Regions from separate parts of the Mus musculus genome. Here region 2 is linked to region 1. The links are chromatin contacts, called in public HiChIP or PLAC-seq maps. All regions are on one chromosome and are shown on one strand. The core of a region is the stretch at or near the end of the contact, and the rest is flanking DNA. Distances in the headings are between cores, read along the strand shown. Region 1 overlaps Retreg1 (reticulophagy regulator 1). Region 2 holds the start of Zfp622 (zinc finger protein 622).

Region 1 (4,597 bases), core at 1,875-4,374:
GTGGGTGTGCCGGAGAGACTCCTACACCCAGCCGGCTCACTCCTTCCCCGCTCCCTTTGTGTGCACACATGTGCACACACAGCGGAACAAACAACCCTTCGAACTCTCTAATTAAACAAGGGAGACAAAGCCCTCCCTCAGCACCAGCCCTCCCCGAGGTCCAATGGAAAACATATGTCTCTCCTGGTAATTCCACCTGAGATTGTGGGCACCATATTAACTTTCTAAACAAGACAGATTCGGCCCGTGAACACAAGGTACAGGAGGAGAATGAAAGAATAGGTAAGGAGCTCTCCAGATGAGAGGCACAGCTTCGGTTTATAGCATATGACATCAAACAGAAACATGAAAAGAAAACACCTCAATTGTTGAGTGGCTCCCATCCACAATCAGCGTGGGGAACCAGAAGTCTCCATTCCATACCCAATTGGTGTGGTGAACCAGAAGTCTCCATTCCAACCCAATCTTTCATTTCGGGCAGATAAGGCGAGAATGAAAGGCAGATCGATGCTTTAAACACTACAGAGAAATGTCCCCATCAGGCAAAGTTGGCTGAAAACAACCCAATCATAAAGTCTGTTACATCAGACCTTTAAATTCATATATCCAGAAAGAACTGACCTTCTGCTCTCTGGCAGAAGGCAACCAATGCACACAACAAAGCCAGACTAAGGCATGGTTAGGGTTTCCTGATTCACTACCAGATGTGGTGACAGAGACAGGAAAAGCCAGCCAGGCTCCCTGGCAGCCTGCAACCAAATCAGACAACCAATGCTTCCCCAGCTTAACGATCGCCCCTCCCACAGCGCTCCTCATGGTTCCTATCTGCGCGTTTATTTCCCTGTTCATCTCTTTACCATCTTCTTCTCCATTTGAAGCTGTGAGCGCCACACAGGTTGAGCCCGCTCTTCCCTGTTCCCAGCATCTCTTAGGCACTTCCTTGCCAAAAGCAGGGTTCAATAGCTGTTTGCTTGCTGTAGATTCAACAACTGTCAAATGATCAACTCAAATAACACAACTCATCCACACGTACGACCACTGTAATTGTTAATCTTGAATTTTCTACATTCTCCTAACAGTAACATCTTACTGAACTGAGAAGGAAGGTATAGAGACCATTACCACATCATTTTTAAGGTCTCTAAGAGATGGTTAGCATGAGCGTCCAGTGGATCCGGCTTACATGATCTCTTCTTCAGTAGAAGACCTGAATTCCATCGTCCCCTTTGCCTTAGTCATCTTTTACTGCCAATAACTGAGTAAATTATAAAGAAGAGAGTTTTTTTTTCAGCTTTCGCCTAAGATATAAAGTCAAAGGGCTGAGTCTAGTGGTGGCCCTCTTGCTGACAAGAGGACGAAAGGAGCGCAGACGTCACATGTTCTGAGCAAAGACTGTGAACTTGAGAGTCTAAAGCAAATTGACTACTATCCAGACAGTTCATTAACCCATTAAACCTCTCATCATTTAAGCAGGTTGGTGTATTCTTGAAGGCAGAACCCTAATCACCATTTACAGGTCCTGCCTCTTATAGTCGTCTCATGATATTTCAGAGGGCAGGTTCTAGCTCTGTTTCTGTTGCTGGGATAAAACATTTGAACCAAGACAACTTGCGAAGGAGAGCTTTCATTTCAGCTCTCAGATCTAATTCATCAAGGGAAGCCATAATAGGAGGAGCACAAGACAAGAAGAACCAGGAGGCAGCAACAGAAGCAGAAGCCATGGAGAAATGCTGCTCTCTGGCTTGCTTTCCATAATTTAACCCAGGACCATCTGCCCAGGGTGATACCACCACCCACAATGAGCGAACCTGCCCGGCTCAATCAAGAAAATTCTCCACAGGCCAATCTGATGGAAACAATTCCTCAATTGAGGTTTTCTCCTCCCAGGTGACTCTATTTATATGGAGTTGACAAAAAAAAAAAAAAACCTATAGTCAAACCAAAACAGCAGCCATTGAACAATAGTCTGGGTTCTAATAACATGCCCTGAGCTAAAGCAAGAGTGTAACTGTGTGGCTGGGAGGGTCACAAGAGGGACTCTCACATTTCCTTATCACTAATGGGCCTGGAGCACAGGTCCTCCCAAAAAGACAAAGCAGCTAGGTTTACAGCAAAGGCTGTACACCACCAAATATATGTGGGCTGCTCTGTAAAAGATGTTCCTTTACTTTTAAGTCATCGTTAGCCCAAGACTGATTGTCTGTGGTCCCCTGGACCTGCTGCTGCTCATCAGCCACATGCATGAATGTGAGGCAGTACAGGAAGGACGGACAGCACTGTGGTCTCACAAGCAACACTCACACAGAACACAGAACACATTCACGGGACAACTTCAGACTGAAAACGTAGATCCAATACCTAAGTCACACAGGACACCAAATATATACAAAACCCGACTGATATATTCAGTGGTACTGCTAAAAATAAAACTGAATGTGTTTCCACTCTCAACAATTGGTAGGTAGAAGTGGGAAGATGAAGTTCAAAGGCAGCCTCAGCTACATAGCAAAATTGAGACCAGATTGAGCTATATGTAGCCCTGTATCAAACAACCAAAACCGACTAATTATATAATTTCTCCTGAGATTCAATTCCCATTTTGATTACTGAAGCCTACTATTCCCTAATACTAGTGAATTTAAAGGAACACAAAAGCAATTCTAAAGTTGCACCTTTATTTCCACTTAATTATTTTAAAATACATACTCTAACACACTGAGCACTTGAGCAAACACTGAATTTTCACCACTAAGTACATAGACAATTTGTATAATGAAAGAATAAAGGTTTAGCTTGTTTATTTTTCATAAACAATGAAAACAAGGCTAAAATTCTCACACTAAAAATCCCCATTATGGATTACAAAAAAAAAATGATACCCTCAGAGTTCAGAGTTTAGATTACTCTGAAGGTATTTTGAAAAAGCATGCCAACAAAGTATGCATTCATTCCTTAAAAGATAAAGAAATGGGTAAAAATGTCCAGTCAATATCTGTTAGCAACACCAGCAGGTGGCAGGAAGAATGTCCCCGTGATGTCCCTGTGATGTCCCTCCTTCCAATTAGGAGCCATTTCCCCCACCGGAAAAGAGGCATTAGGATTTTATGCAACTGTCGAGCAAATGGGCCCCAGACGTGAAGCCATCGCTGACTCATAGTTTAATTTCTCCACCAAGTTCTGGCTGTGTGCAAATCCACAGCAGTTACAGCTAATACTCAATGCCCCTAAAACATGTGTTTCAGTGGTCTCCAGTCTTTGTTCTAGTCTGGCTTTATTTATTTATTTTTTTTAAAGGCCAAAGTCTTAAGGCACTAGGTGCCTACAGGGACTCTCAAGGGAGCCCAACCTTTTGGTTTTGCTGGGTCACATTGCCAAAAAAAAAAAAAAAACAAACAAACAGTTGTTACTTGTGAGCTTCCCAGTCAAGTAACAACAATTACAGAGACACCTTATACTGTTTCAATCAGTTGATGATTGTGTAGTGGGACATAGAGTGGTATGCAGCCCTGCAGGCTGTGAGCTGGACACTCCTGCAAGACTTGTGGAGTTCAAATGATGCATAATAACATGAAATGTGCCATAACAAGAAAGCATAATAACAAGAAAGGGTTTCATGAGACGTAGCAAATATTCTATTGCACGCATTTCATTAAGTTGTGCTTTGATAACTAATAGAGGCATCAAAGTGACCGTTGTCCATGTTAACAGGTCACAGTTACTTTAAGTAAATACCATGTAAATTTGTAATTAGAACAGAAAAAACGTTTCCTTTGACTAGTAAGTGTGTTTTCAGGTGCCAGGAATTGCCTTTTAAATAAAGACTGAACCTCCCTCCTCATTTGAAAGATGGTCACACTGCCAGGAGCCCAATCAATACCTTGTTTCAAATAGAGTCAAACTCAAGCAATTGCTATGGTAAGCAAGAAAAAAACCATTGTCTGCTTCTATCAAATTGACTTCAAACTAGTTGGTCCCTGCGGTGTGGGAAGCAAGAAGTTTAAGTGCTAGCCTAAGGCCTCAAGGCACAACTAAAAGTTGAGAATGGGGATATCTGTCAGAACAGCCACTCTAGACCTTCAAAAAGCTCCAAAGGAGGCAGCGGTGGCGCACGCCTTTAATCCCAGCACTTGGGAGGCAGAGGCAGGCAGATTTTTGAGTTCGAGGCCAGCCTGGTCTACAGAGTGAGTTCCAGGACAGCCAGGACTACACAGAGAAACCCTGTCTCGAAAAACCAAAAAAAAAAAAAACAACAAAACAAAAACAAAAACAAAAACAAAACAAAACAAAAAAACTCCAAAGGTGCCTGTACTCTTGTAAGCAACTCTAATGAAACTCACTTGGGTCATTAAAAGGTAGGCAGGGATATGAAAATAGAAGAGGGGCTAGCCAAGGAAGAGGAAAAAAAATAAAATGGGAGTGGGAAGGCATTGGGGAGGGTCATGGGAAGCAAATATGATCAAAATACTTTATAAGCATGGATGAGAATGCCCTAACAAGAGAACCATTGTATATAATAAATACATGCTAATAAAAAGTCTATCTTAAAACCCATACAAACAAAAAGGTCCCAGAGACACAGTTGGGTCAACACAGTCAG
Region 2 (5,178 bases), core at 1,659-4,158, 120 kb before region 1:
GAGCTTACAGTGGCTTTTGTCATTCATGTGTGCCTGTACAGCTTCTGTGGAATAGAAGGACTTCCCTTTCTCATTGCACCACAAGCAAATTTTGCCAACACCAACTTTCTCTCCTGGTCATGTGGAAATAATATGAAATCAATCTTTAGAAGTCAGGTTAAATCTCACTACTTACTCTCACAAATTGAAAAATATTTCTTCATCAAAAGCAAAATCATTGTACTTACCCAAATATTTAATTAGTCCTTTCAAATCTGAAAGATACTCTATATCAGGAATAAAAAAGCTGTGGACTTTAGTCATATGAGCCACATTCTTCACGAGGGAGCTTGAATGATGGGAGCAAAACAAGCAGTCTGTTATTGGGATGGCACCTAGGGGTGGGCTCTCCTCAGCCGCTGCATCTTCTGCATCCTGATCCTCCACTCCAGGGTCCTCACATTCCAATCCATCATCGGAATCAATATCTTCCCAATCTTTAAGCCAAAGTTTTGAAAAATAAATTTACTTTTAAAGGTGTGATAAAGCAAGCACAATCAGAGATCAAATACCCCCAGACAAGTTTAAATGATAAAAACCTCTTTAATCTTTCTTTTCCAGCAGGAAGCTCTATAAAATAGTTGCTAACCTCTTTCCTATGCATTACTGCACCTAGCCCAGTACTGGACACCAAGTTAATTGGATTCCTATCTGGTTCAGTAGCTGTCTACCATTTGCACTTCACAGGAATACTTTAGTGTATATTTTGGTGTGTGCAGGGCTGCTATATGAATGCTTCTGTTTATATGTGTCCATGCAAGTTCAACTTAGTCACCAATGTAACACATGGGACCTCTAGGAACCTCATGAGTGAGTTGATGTCCTAAGAAAAGGACTTAAATGAACTGGCAAGTCTCCTTTTTTGTGTTTTGCTCCCCCTCCATGAGTACACACCCTAGATCTGCCTTTTCCATCATTAAGTAAGGCTTAGAAAAATACCCCTCCACAGAGCAAGCCCTCACTAAACAGTCAGGGTGCCAGTAGCTTCATTTTTTACTTCATCTTCCATGACTGTGGCAAAATAAGTTCATGTTGTTTATAAATTACCAGGCTTAAGATGCTTGGTTACAGAAGTATAAACCGACCAAGACATGAACACAAACACTGTCAGTATCAACAGTGCCGTGGGGGTGAATAAAGAACTCACAAAGTAAGGAACCTTGGGGCTGGCTGGAGCCCCACAAGTCAGGCTTGCAGGCAACACGAAACCCTCACTCAGTTTTAGTCAACTAAGTGAAATGTAAAATCCTAAGCCATTCTAACCACACATTCTACAGCAGCGTGCCAACAGCATAGCTTTCTGTGCACCAGTGTAACCCTTCCTGATCCAAACTAAAAGAATGTTTTGCCCGTTAAGAATGCGCCTCTACTCTTTTATTCTGTTTTTAATCAATGCCCTAGGTCCTGGATCCACCACAGAGACGCAGACAGACAAAGTGCCCTGTGGAAATGAAGAGCAGTGAGGCATTTAAACCACTTCTGCCCTCACTCTAAAATGTCCTATAGAAATCCCCAAATACTGTTCCCTTTCGGGTCCACACGAAGTTTGGTGCGTCCGGGAGCAAGCATAAGAATGGAGGTCTACAGCCCGGCAGTGGTGGCACTCGCCTTTAACCCCAGCACTTGGGAGGCAGAGGCAGGGGGATTTCTAAAGTTTAAGGCCAGCCTGGTCTACAGAGTGAGTTCCAGGACAGCCAGGGCTACACAGAGAAACCCTGTCTCGAAAAACCAAAAAAACACCAAAAAAGTATGGAGGCCTACAATCCATCTGCTTAACTAGTTAAAAGTCATAAACCAGGAAACATCTTTAAATCCAGGCGGGATGCCCTGGGCCTGGAACCCCACTCCCTCAAAGGCTGCGGTAAAAGGATAAGAAGAAAGTCAGGGTCCAGCCTGGGAATGGATGTCGCAAAGGTAAACACTGAAGAAGGCTCGGGCTGGGGGCCTCAGGGGAGGGCGACATCGCTGAACGTGGACCCAGCCCTTCGTCTCCATCGCGATGTCTCCCGGAGCCTCCCGCTCGCCCCAACCCCGACAGGACCCTTACCTACCTTCGTCTTCGTCGTCTTCCTCCTCTTCCTCTCCCTCCTCCTCTCCGTCCTCCCACTGCTGCTTCGCCAGCTTCTTCGCCTGCTGTTCGAACCACTGGAGCCGGGGCGGCTTCTCCGTCGGGTCTCGCTCCGGGACGCCCCGTGCGCCCGCCGCCGCCCTCCCGCACTCGTCCGTGGGCACGAAGGGCGCTTTCTTGGGGGACGTGGAGGGCTGGGCCTTGATGGCCTGCTGGATGGCGGCGTTCACGGCGTCCTTGTCGACGCCGTCCGCGCCCAGCCCCTTCTCCAGGTTCTTGGCGTTCAGCAGCTCCACGCGCCGGCTCGCGGCCCGCACCGCCTTCCGCTCCAGCTCGGCGTGCCGCCGGGAGCCGAGGTGGTTCTCGTAGGCGTTGAAGGTGGCGAACTTCTTGCCGCACGCCGTGCAGTAGGTGGCCGCGCCCTTGCTCGCCTCCGCCGCCTCGGCCACCGCGCGCTGCGCCCGCACCCGCTCCTGGAAGCCCTCGGCCGTCACCGGGGCCATGGCGGCCACCTTGCGCCGCAGGTTGTAGCGGTGCCAGTCCGTCTTGTAGTGCGCCCGCTGCAGCTCCGCGTCGCGGAACGCCACCCGGCAGGTGATGCACGTGAGAGCCGCCATCCCCGGGCCCGGAAGACAGAGACGACCCAGCCGAGAACCTTCTAAGCCTGACCGGCCGCCTTCTAGTCCCACAAACGCAGAGAACCTCCTTCGCCCACAGCCAGGAAAAGACACACCAGACACCAGCTTCCGGGCTCTAAGTGAGGGAACTTCCGAGTTCTAAGTGAGGGAACTTCCGACTCGCACAGGAAACTCTTGGCAGCTGGCTTAAGAAGGCCCGCCTGGGTCCCCGGAAATGACGAAGTTTCATGTCGCTCTCTTCGCGCCTGGATCCGCCCTGTCAATCAAAGGTGGGCGTGTGCCTGGAGGATGCCGCTGCCTCCTGAGGGCTTAGCGGTTGTGTCGCTTGCCGTGACGAGGTCAGAGGGATGGGCTTGTGAGGGAAAGAAGGGCGTGGGTGCCTGGGATGGTTCTGGGACTGCTCTTGAGAGATGGATCCCGTCAAGACTGTCTCTCGCGCCTCTGGAAAGGGGGATCAAACGTGGCGACAGCGTGGAACTTCCGGAGGCCAAACCGACCCAAGCTCTTTGCAGCGAAGGGGGCGGTCAGAGCTCTTGAACAGAAAAGATTCCCTGCTGGGAGCCGAAAGTACAGCCTAGCCACTGTCCCACAAAATATAATCCGAGCCACATGTGAGATTTTTAAATCCAAGTAGCCATATAAAAAGTCAAAGTAGAGACTATGCCCGGGCCTAACAAACACAGAAGTGGATGCTCACAGTCAGCTATTGGATGGATCACAGGGCCCCCAGTGGAGGAGCTAGAGAAAGTAACCTTATAGGTGGAACAACAATATGAACTAACCATTACCCCCAGAGCTCGTGTCTCTAGCTGCATATGTATCAGAAGATGGCCTAGTTGGCCATCAGTGGAAAGAGAGGCCCATTGGACTTGCAAACTTTATATGCCCCAGTACAGGGGAACGCCAGGACCAAAAAGTGGGAGTGGATGGGTAGGGGAGTGGGTGGGGGACCGTGTGGGGGACTTTTGGGATAGCATTGGAAATGTAAATGAAATAAATACCTAATAAAAACAAACAAACAAAAAAGTCAAACTAGGTGAAGTTGCTTTTAATGATCGAAATACTCTTTCAGCATCTAAAACTTTAAAAGGATCTATCTGTGATTTTACGCTCCATCGTGGGTACTAAACCTTGGAGACCCTGTGTGTATAACAGCAGCAATTCATATCAGTTCGATTTTTTTTTTCTTGAGACAGGGTTTCTCTGTGTAGCCCTGGCTGTCCTGGAACTCACTCTGTAGACCAGGCTGGCCTCGACCTTCAGAAATCCACCTGCCTCTGCCTCCCAAGTGCTTGGATTAAAGGCGTATGCCACCACTGCCTGGCAAATCCTCTGTTCTATCCCTGCCTTTAACTCACCCTGATTCAATGTCAATTGTTCTAACAGGTTAAGCAAGTATATTTTTGGTATTGTGTTAGAAATCCGTTGCTATGCTATTCTGCCTGAATATCTTTCTGCCAGCTTGCTCCCTTTTGTAAACCTTTGCCCAAATGCCTTTGGGGGGGGGGGGGTTCTAGAGCCTTTTGTCAAAAATAATGCCAGTATTTTTTTTGTGTTGTTGTTGTTTTTGTTATTATTATAATTATATCCCAAATGTTGCCCTCTCCTAGTCCCCTTCACAGAGTTCTTTCCCCTATACTCCCTCCCCTTCACCTCAGAGAGGGTGACCCCCCTCCTGCAAAGCCCCTCCCTGGGGTATCAAGTCTCTAGAGGATTAGGCACATGCTCTGGCACTGAGGCCAAACAATGCAATCCTCTGCTACATACTGCTGCAACACCCCATTTCTTAAGTCCTTACTAGGTATTGCTTTTTATCACTGTTATCTGTTGTGCTATATTGAATCACTAGTATTTAGCATCAAAACATTCAGTTTCTGCAAGGCAAGCGTGCCCGAGTTAGGTGGTTCTTATGTACTCTCACATGAGTTCATGGTGAACCTGTGGCGAAGGCTGAAGTAACCTGAAGGGTTAGTATTTTACCATGGCTGGAGGAGTCTCATCAGAGAAGACTCGCTTGGCTAATAGTAAGAGATGTTCTTTCCTTGTCAATTGAATCTCCCCATAGTAATATTTGTCTTCATAGGGTGGCAGTTAGCTTCCCTTTTGCCTGTGCAGTTCTGGTGTTGACTAAGTACTTTATTTATTTATTTATTTATTTTGGTTTTTTGAGACAGGGTTTCTCTGTATAGCCCTGGCTGTCCTGGAGCTCACTTTGTAGACCAGGCTGGCCTCGAACTCCGAAATCCACCTGCCTCTGCCTCCCAAGTGCTGGGATTAAAGGCGTTCGCCACCACACCCGGCTCCCTGACTAAGTACTTTTACAGTATTCTCAGCTCATCTAATGTGAAAGGCCTGGTCAGAAGTCCATGAAGAACAGCGGAGTGGGGCCAGGTGGACTTTATGGATTGCTTTGAGAGAGCAGCTACTACTAGT

The links. HiChIP or PLAC-seq counts read pairs in DNA pulled down with a chosen protein or histone mark.
Region 2: an H3K4me3 HiChIP or PLAC-seq map of bone marrow-derived macrophages shows a contact between it and region 1, with 2.3 times the contacts expected there. The contact joins the promoter of Zfp622 here to the enhancer-like site in region 1. A contact is called at or near these places in 1 of 39 promoter capture datasets (macrophages), 1 of 484 Hi-C or Micro-C datasets (bone marrow-derived macrophages), 4 of 115 datasets of contacts at active chromatin or transcription factors (bone marrow-derived macrophages, extraembryonic endoderm stem cells, microglia and 1 more) and 4 of 9 other capture datasets (adipose tissue, liver, macrophages and 1 more).

What each region holds. Positions count from the first base shown.
Region 1 is chr15:25,867,813-25,872,409 of GRCm38.p6, reverse strand. The region is part of intron 1 of Retreg1 (reticulophagy regulator 1); the gene reads right to left. Among named protein-coding and RNA genes, the nearest start is that of Retreg1, 27 kb to the right of the region's middle. Within about 2 kb of position 3,124, at least 8 of the 459 cell types and tissues checked have an H3K27ac peak or open chromatin away from gene starts, as enhancers often do. A contact at or near this core is called in bone marrow-derived macrophages, where this site is marked.
Region 2 is chr15:25,982,096-25,987,273 of GRCm38.p6, reverse strand. It overlaps Zfp622 (zinc finger protein 622), which reads right to left and starts at 2,908. Exons shown (of 6, transcript NM_144523.3): 1 at 2,091-2,908; 2 at 228-476; 3 at 1-113. The coding sequence starts at 2,724.